3 separate regions of the Zea mays genome follow, and regions 2 and 3 are each linked to region 1. A link is a contact called in public Hi-C data. All regions are on one chromosome and are shown on one strand. The core of a region is the stretch at or near the end of the contact, and the rest is flanking DNA. Distances in the headings are between cores, read along the strand shown. Region 1 holds the start of LOC103635335 (Putative homeodomain-like transcription factor superfamily protein). Region 2 holds the start of LOC100382308 (HSP40/DnaJ peptide-binding protein). Region 3 holds the start of LOC103635334 (DUF679 domain membrane protein 7).

The links. Hi-C and Micro-C count contacts between places; a contact is called where the count stands out from the background.
Region 2: a contact with region 1 is called in a Hi-C map of bundle sheath, with 5 times the contacts expected there. The contact joins the promoter of LOC100382308 here to the promoter of LOC103635335 in region 1. A contact is called at or near these places in 14 of 25 Hi-C or Micro-C datasets (bundle sheath, ear, endosperm and 4 more) and 1 of 3 datasets of contacts at active chromatin or transcription factors (leaf).
Region 3: a contact with region 1 is called in a Hi-C map of endosperm, with 3 times the contacts expected there. The contact joins the promoter of LOC103635334 here to the promoter of LOC103635335 in region 1. A contact is called at or near these places in 2 of 25 Hi-C or Micro-C datasets (ear and endosperm).

What each region holds. Positions count from the first base shown.
Region 1 is chr8:70,379,402-70,381,927 of Zm-B73-REFERENCE-NAM-5.0, reverse strand. LOC103635335 (Putative homeodomain-like transcription factor superfamily protein) reads right to left here and starts at 1,266. Exons shown (of 18, transcript XM_008657816.3): 1 at 298-1,266; 2 at 1-194. The coding sequence starts at 481.
Region 2 is chr8:70,208,395-70,210,920 of Zm-B73-REFERENCE-NAM-5.0, reverse strand. It overlaps LOC100382308 (HSP40/DnaJ peptide-binding protein), which reads left to right and starts at 1,269. Exons shown (of 3, transcript NM_001175057.1): 1 at 1,269-1,535; 2 at 1,632-2,083; 3 at 2,426-2,526. The coding sequence starts at 1,371.
Region 3 is chr8:70,237,016-70,239,541 of Zm-B73-REFERENCE-NAM-5.0, reverse strand. It overlaps LOC103635334 (DUF679 domain membrane protein 7), which reads right to left and starts at 1,266. Exons shown (of 1, transcript XM_008657814.4): 1 at 284-1,266. The coding sequence starts at 1,132. The coding sequence ends at 422.

The sequences.
Region 1 (2,526 bases), core at 17-2,516:
CAATGGAGGCGGAAGCACAGGTGGCGGCGGCCCTATGACTGGGACGCTAACCTCCTCGTCCCTTAGCTGCCTCTTGGCCGGCGGTTTCCGGTCCTTGAGCCGGCGGTGGCAGAACCACATCTGAAGCTGCCTGTCTGTGAGGTTCAACTGCACCGACAGCTCCGCCCGCTTCGTCTCGTTGGGATACGAGTCCTCTGCGCAAAACAGAATCCCCATGAAAACCACACGCACAGTTCGATCAAAAGCTCGCAAAAACAAACCATCAAAACGTTTCAGAATCATCAATAGCCGACGAACCTGCGTACGTCCTCTCGAGGACCTCCAGCTGGTAGGGCGTCTTCATGACGCGCTTCACCGGCGGCTTCCCGCCGGATCCAGACGCGCCAGGAGCGCTACTCGCACCGCCAACGGCTGCGGGGGCCGACGGAGGGCCGGGACTCCCTGCCGCCGGCCCGGAGCCCCCGTCGTCGGAGGACTCCATTCCCGACTGACCGTTACCCTAGATTCGCCTCCGCCAGACAACAAAACACAACACGCGAAGACCAGGCCGACACAGAAGAACAACAAAACCTAATCACACGCTACGGCGAATTCCGACATATATACAGAGGCGCCAAGCCCGAATCGAGCCCGCGGCTCGATCCGCGCGACGAATTCCACCACCGACGGGCGACAGCAGCAGGTAACGTCGCAGCGCAGACGCGAGGTAGAACAGGATCGGTGGGCGCGCCGCGCCCCAGCACGGACGCGGAGAAGTAATAGGGACGCGGGCGCGAGGAGGAGCAACACGGGAGGCCACGGATGCAACTCCTCCTCCGCCTGCTGCTCGGCCCGAATTGGTCAGGGGTTTGGATTTCGCTTCCATGCTAATAAAAACCTTTTGGATTTGATGCCTCCGACTTTTTATTATTTTGCCTCGCTGCTGCTGCTGCTGGCGTTTGGTGCTCTTCCGTTCCGCGCGCCTGCGCTGCCTGGTATTCCTTTTTTCCCTCTATGCGGAGGGAGGAGTCAGGGTCAGCAGCCCAGGAAAGAAAGGGGGGGCGATGTGGATCTGTTCTTGGTGCGGTGTGGATTTCTTGCGTGCGCGTTGTGAATCTCGCGGCGGGTGGGGTTCATAGGTTGGCTGTGGTTGCGGGCCTTCCTCGTTCGTGCGATGAGATCGTAGAACAGTTTGGCGGATCTTCTGTGGCCTGGGGCGCGGAATGTTTGTGGCCTACGGAGGCGGGGCCCGGTGGGTGGCCGCGCTTCGCGTACCAAATGGTGCCCGAGCCCCAAGCTCGACCGGTGGACGAGTCTGCGCTCGATGGTCTGCGGGTCTGGCCAGCCGTGCACCCGAGGCAGGTCGAAGTGGTGCTTCCAATCTATGTGGATTGAGTGAATTAGGTGATTTAAATTCTAAACAAGTTTAAAAAATATATAATTTTTTTCAATCTCACTCAATTCATATGTGATAGGAACAATCGAATAAGGTCTTATGAAGTGTTACTACTAACTAACTAATTATGAGAAATAAGGTGATGATAGATCAATTCATTCCATTCTAAACCCAAACAAAAAAGAGTGAGAAATGAAAAGACGGTGAAATAAGATTATACTACCAAATTTAAAGAATGGACTGCACCACCTCATATTGAAGGGAGTTATTCCCCAAACCAAACATCCCCTTACTTTTCACGATCGTGACTCAGGGTTTACTATATTGTTTCACACCCAATCTCGATGACGAGTGAAATCGAAAAAACACTCAAATTTTACCGACTTTTGTAGATCTCAAATGGATTCCAATTTAATAATTAAAAAAACAAAAAATGCTATTCTCGAAGGGTTTTCGATGAATTTCGAGCGGTTTCCAGTGATTTACTACCAGAAATTTTTTATTAGTTTTTAAAAAATGGTAGGATTTTAATAGATTTTTCCATTTTTATGATTTTTACTTCAATTTTTTAAAACAAAATTTTCGAAAATTATCCCCATGTCCATTTTTACGGTGACAGACGATTATCGAGCGGGATTTGGAACTATGTCATGACTGTATGTAGGAGGAGACTAGGAGTGGTGTGCTACGACTAAGCACAAAGCTCTCACATGGGTGAGGTAAGTACTCCATGGCATATTTCAAGTGTTTATTTTTTAGGTAATGTGTAAGGTTAGTTTGGCAGGGCTTCGACTCCGACTTCTCTGGAGGAGTAGCTCCTCCACAGATGCTAGTGTCTTTTTGCAAATCGTCTGGTAAAATGGTTCCTCTTGCATTTTGTAATTTTATATATGAGACAAAAGGTTATGATGAAAAAATATTTTATAGAACATTGTTACAACAAAAGAATGTTACGGTGAAAAAATATGTAGTGAAACTGTATTATATCAAACAACTAACTGAAACTCTTTCTGATAGAGAACTGCAACGTATAATACTTGCCAGTAGATAATCTATTATTTGTTGCTACTTGCCAGTACTTGCTACATAGCAACTTGCTACAAAGCCCTAACAGATAGCGCCGGAGAGAGAGGAGGCATGGGAGAGAGAGC
Region 2 (2,526 bases), core at 20-2,519, 170 kb after region 1:
AAGAACAAAAACCTTAAGTGACTACATGATGTTTTCTTAGTACTAACTAATAAGTTGCGCAGTTGCTCCAGAATTCTACAAGCTTAGGTACAATAATATAAGTTGTTACCATATTATTATATTGCTAAGGATTCCTAACTGTTTTGATACTTCTGAGTATCTTGATTTGTTGTTTTCTTCAGGTGATCCATGATTAATTGATGGAGAATTTCTTGACAAGTTTGACATTGTTATACTTAGCATTGCATCTCTTAAAATGAAGTTGCATATTCTTCTCTAGAAATAGTTATACTTTTTAATATGTCACTTCAGTAACTCTACAGAAAGTTTTCATGCTCATGATGCTTTTTTCAGTTGTTTATTAATGAAAACTGCCGAAAGAGCAGCAAACACATTGTGTTTTATACTATAAACTGCGAGGATTCATGTGAAGTATTTATTGATTTACAGAAGCATAGTTATGTTAAGGTATGTTGCATACTTAAAAGTGATTAACATTGATTTTTAATGTTCAGATCTAGCAAAAGGTATACCTTTATGACCTAAGTATACATGTGCAACCACTTGCAATTGAAGTATGTTCTGCCTATAATATATGTTCATTTTCTTCAAAACTATAAATGGACATATATGCAGATAAAATGTTAAACTCATCGATGTTTCCCTTCTATATGTTTGCACTGAAAAAATGTGTCATAAAATGTGAGAAAAACCATATGTTCAAAACTATAAATAGTTTACTGAACTATCTCTTATATTATGAAATGTGTATGTATATGTACAACTTGCTTGAAACAATATAATATTGTTACAACTTATAATACACCCTTTTATCTTACAACTACTTCAAACACTGGAACCTGGTTTCCTTTGCTTTGCTCTTATATGTTTATTTACTCTCAAACATATATACAATCATTATACATTATACTATGCTGCTAAACGGATCGATACCCAGGCATGGGCGGGCGCCATACACTAGTAGTACTACTGTAGCAGTTAAAATCTATTGAATCTGTATGAGATATTTTGAACTGGATTTTCAGTATCCCATTGGATCCAAACGGCGCCGAAGCTGTCTGTGCAGTGTGCACATCCGTCTCACGTCACTTGAAGAGTCGTGGGAGCTCCTGCCCCTTCCAGAAGCTTCCGCACTCGTCGCCAGACCGGGCTCGTCGCCTCCAGGCCTCCTCTATCCAGACGCTTCTCACTTCCCCTTTTGTCTCCTCCCGTCTCCTCCCCCGTACCAAACAAACCTCACCGAGTCGCAACTCGCAAGGACAGTGAAAACGCCCAAACGAGCGCGGGCACGCCAACCAAAGCGGCGAAGCGCGAAGGAAGGAAGGAAGGAAGCAAGCAAAGCAGCAGCCATGGGGCTTGACTACTACAAGATCCTGGGCGTCGACAAGGGCGCCACCGACGACGACCTCAAGAAGGCCTACCGCAAGCTCGCCATGAAGTGGCACCCCGACAAGAACCCCAATAACAAGAAGGAGGCCGAGAACAAGTTCAAGCAGATCTCGGAGGCATACGATGTAAGTGTGCGTGCGTCCGGAGAAATCCATGCCGGACTCACTGCCCAATCGAGCGAATGTCGTGACCCGCTCTTGCTCTATGTTGTCGCCGTGCAGGTCCTCAGCGACCCGCAGAAGCGCGCGGTGTACGACCAGTACGGCGAGGAGGGGCTCAAGGGGCAGGTGCCGCCGCCGGGCGCCGGCGGGGCGGGCTCAACCTTCTTCTCCACCGGCGGCGACGGGCCGACGGTGTTCCGGTTTAACCCGCGCAACGCGGATGACATCTTCGCCGAGTTCTTCGGCGGCTCCAGCCCCTTCGGCGGCATGGGCGGGAGTGGGATGCCCGGCATGCGGGCCGGCGGGTCGAGGTTCTCCTCGTCCATTTTCGGGGACGATATGTTCGGCTCTGCGTTCGGCGGCGGCGGCCCGGACGGGCACGGCATGCACACCGGCGGACGTGCCGTGAAGGCGCCGGCCATCGAGCGGAAGCTGCCGTGCAGCCTGGAGGAGCTGTACAAGGGCACCACCAAGAAGATGAAGATTTCCAGGGAAATTGCTGACGCCAGTGGGTAAGTGCCTGCTCTCTCTTCTCATCTCGGTCCCAGCATCGTTTATTTACTGTTCTTAGTTAATAGTATTTGAAATTGAACCGGCGACGCCTTAAAATTGCTTGAGCTAACTGGATGAAGTGATCCCTGCCAGATTTATGCTTGGTTAATTTCTGCTGTTGAATTCAAGCTGAACTTGCATCAATGTGTAGCTCACTCGGTTGAATTAAATTATTTGTATTTGGCCATTTGGGTGCGCCAACTTGTTTGGCTCGTGAGCTAGCTCCAGAACCCATTAAAAAAAGAGAGCTGAGCTCCATTTGCAGCTTGTGTACTGACCACTGCTACCCTGTGTGTGTGCAGGAAGACGATGCCAGTGGAAGAGATCCTAACGATCGACGTGAAGCCCGGGTGGAAGAAGGGCACCAAGATCACGTTCCCGGAGAAGGGCAATGAGACGCCCC
Region 3 (2,526 bases), core at 17-2,516, 140 kb after region 1:
ACCCCCTTACTCATGTCGGCTCGTTTCCGGCCCTATGCGGCTATGCCTCGTTCCTTTTCTGCGCGCTCACGAAAAGCTCGCCGTGCCATTGGAATAGCAGCGGCGTGTGTTTAGTGTGTTACGAGAGTATCCTATCTAAACACTTATCCTCTCCTGAGGTGCCCCTCATCCAATTAACCTTGGTTTACTTGCAAGCATCAGCTCGTTTCTTGCTATTTTGGCGTGGTTTACCCGTTTGCCCTGCAACCTACACGCATGCTAGCGACCCAGAATTCATCAAGAGTACAAACAAGTAGTGCATTTCAAGCTCATCAAGTTGTAGCATGAATGAAGTATACGAAAACAACCATCTGTTGATAATATAAGTTACAATCAGGTAGCGTTAGCCATGAATCCATCCTCCTGGCAGTAAGTTACTGAATTAGCGCTGTGATAGCGGAAACCCGATGCCGTGGCGGGTGGTCGGGAAGGTGACGAACAGCATGCTCCCGACGACGCCGATGGCGACGGGCAGCACGGTGAGCACCTGCTTCGCGTCCTCCGACGGCACGGGGTAGAAGCACGCCACGAGGTTCTGGTCGAGCAGCGCGACGGCGGCGAAGATCAAGACGGACACCACGGCGTGCACCAGGTCGAGGAACCGGACCCGGTACGCGGCCGCGGCGCGCGGGTCGTCCGGCGGCGCGCCGCCGTCGATGGCCCAGATCCCCCACGGGGTGGCGAAGCCGTAGCGGACGGCCCCCGTGGCGGCGTCCCGGAAGCTGTCGGTGAAGCTGAGCGCGAAGCAGGACAGCGCGCAGAGCGCCAGGAGAGCGCCGGCCATGGCGCGGTTAGCGCGCACGCAGTGGCCCTGCGCCGTCACCACCGGGGACAGCAGCTGGAACGCCAGCACGGTGCCCGTCGGCAGCAGCTTCGCCAGGTGCGCCGTGCTCTGGTACGTCTGGCTGATGGCCCGCTGCACCGGGCTCATCCCGCCGCCGTCGTCCGCCAGGGAGCGCCGCTTCACCAGCAGAGGCCGCCGCTGCTCTTGCTGCTCACGGCGGCTGCTACTACCGTCGTCATCGTGCTCCCGCTGAGACTCCACGTCGTTGTTGTCGTCGTCATGCCGCTGTGTCGTTGTCGCCGCCGCCATCGACCCGTCCGCACCAGATCGTCTTCGCCTCCTCGGTGATCGACCGGCGATAATGGCGCGCGCATGTAACCGATGGCGCGGCCAGTTAATTAGCCTTTGCCGCCGCCCATGGAACGTCCGGGGGATTTAAAGGCCGCGGGAACGAGAACGCGTGCAGTGCATGACGGGTTCGCCTGCGCCGACGTGTCAGCCAGCCATTTCGTTCTGATCGGCACTTGGCTTGCAAGTTACAGGAACCCCGGGAGGCCCATCAACAAACAAATCGGGGGAGCTTGTGGTTGCTTACACGAGAAACGGCCGAACGGGGCTGGTGTTTTTGCGGAGCAATTCGGCCGTGGCTTTGCTTCCGGATGCACTCCAGCCCGTCGTCAAGCTTGCGACAGTAGGTTGAGTGACGGAAGGGGGCCGCGTGGTGGGTACATCCGTTCAGATCGCCACTTGACATTAAAGATCCAAACGGGGTAAGTGCAATTACAATACAAAGTTTAACCATACTTTAATTAATTTAAAACATTAAAGTATAGTATTACACTATCGGTATTTTCCGTTAACACTAATGGACAACTGTCATACGAAGTGAGAATTGTTTTTTTATACGTAGATGTAGGAAGTACTATGCCGCCGTTTCGCCGGGCTCGTTCCTGCTCGGACTCTGAGACTGTTCACTCCTGGGGTGTAGCGAGACTGCGAGAGGGGGGAAGATGAGAGGATGAACAGACGGAGCGAGCTGGCGGAATTCATACCACAAACTGCCCTCTTTGGATCTCAACGGATTTTTAAAATCTAGCTCTTCACGTTATCAAGGCCGTGTTTGGTTCCACAAGATACTTATAATCCCGGCGTGAGAATCTAGACAGACATTAGAAGCTGAGGTGGCTTGTATAGTGGAGACTATCCTGACAAACCTCTCTGCGTTTACGTCTTCGATCCTGGTCATCTTGAGTGAGATGCCGCATTTCCTCAGCAGCCTCATCGATCTTCTTCTGAAGATCAGAAAAATGAATCATCTTCTCCTTCTTCCTCTGGACCTGTTGATGGATGGTTTCGAGGTCCCTTATTTCTTTGTCCAACTCCTCCTCCTGAGGCGTTAGACTTGTAGCCTTCCTTTTTGGCTTCTAGCTTCATGCAGTGTTTCTTGGTTGACGTCCAGTGGCTGCAATGCAGCCCCAGCGCTAAAGCTTTCTTCGGCGGCATGACGAATGTCACAGTTTGCCAAAAGTGGTCGAATGAGTTCACCGGAGGTGTGCGTCAATGTTGGGAACTTGTTCTCAAATGCTATGAGTTAAGAACAAGACAACATAAATGTTAATGGTTAGAGGCCTTCATCTTCCGAAGCATTATCTCCCTCAGGATATAATGATCTTCCGACGAAGGTCATGAAGGTAATACCTTCA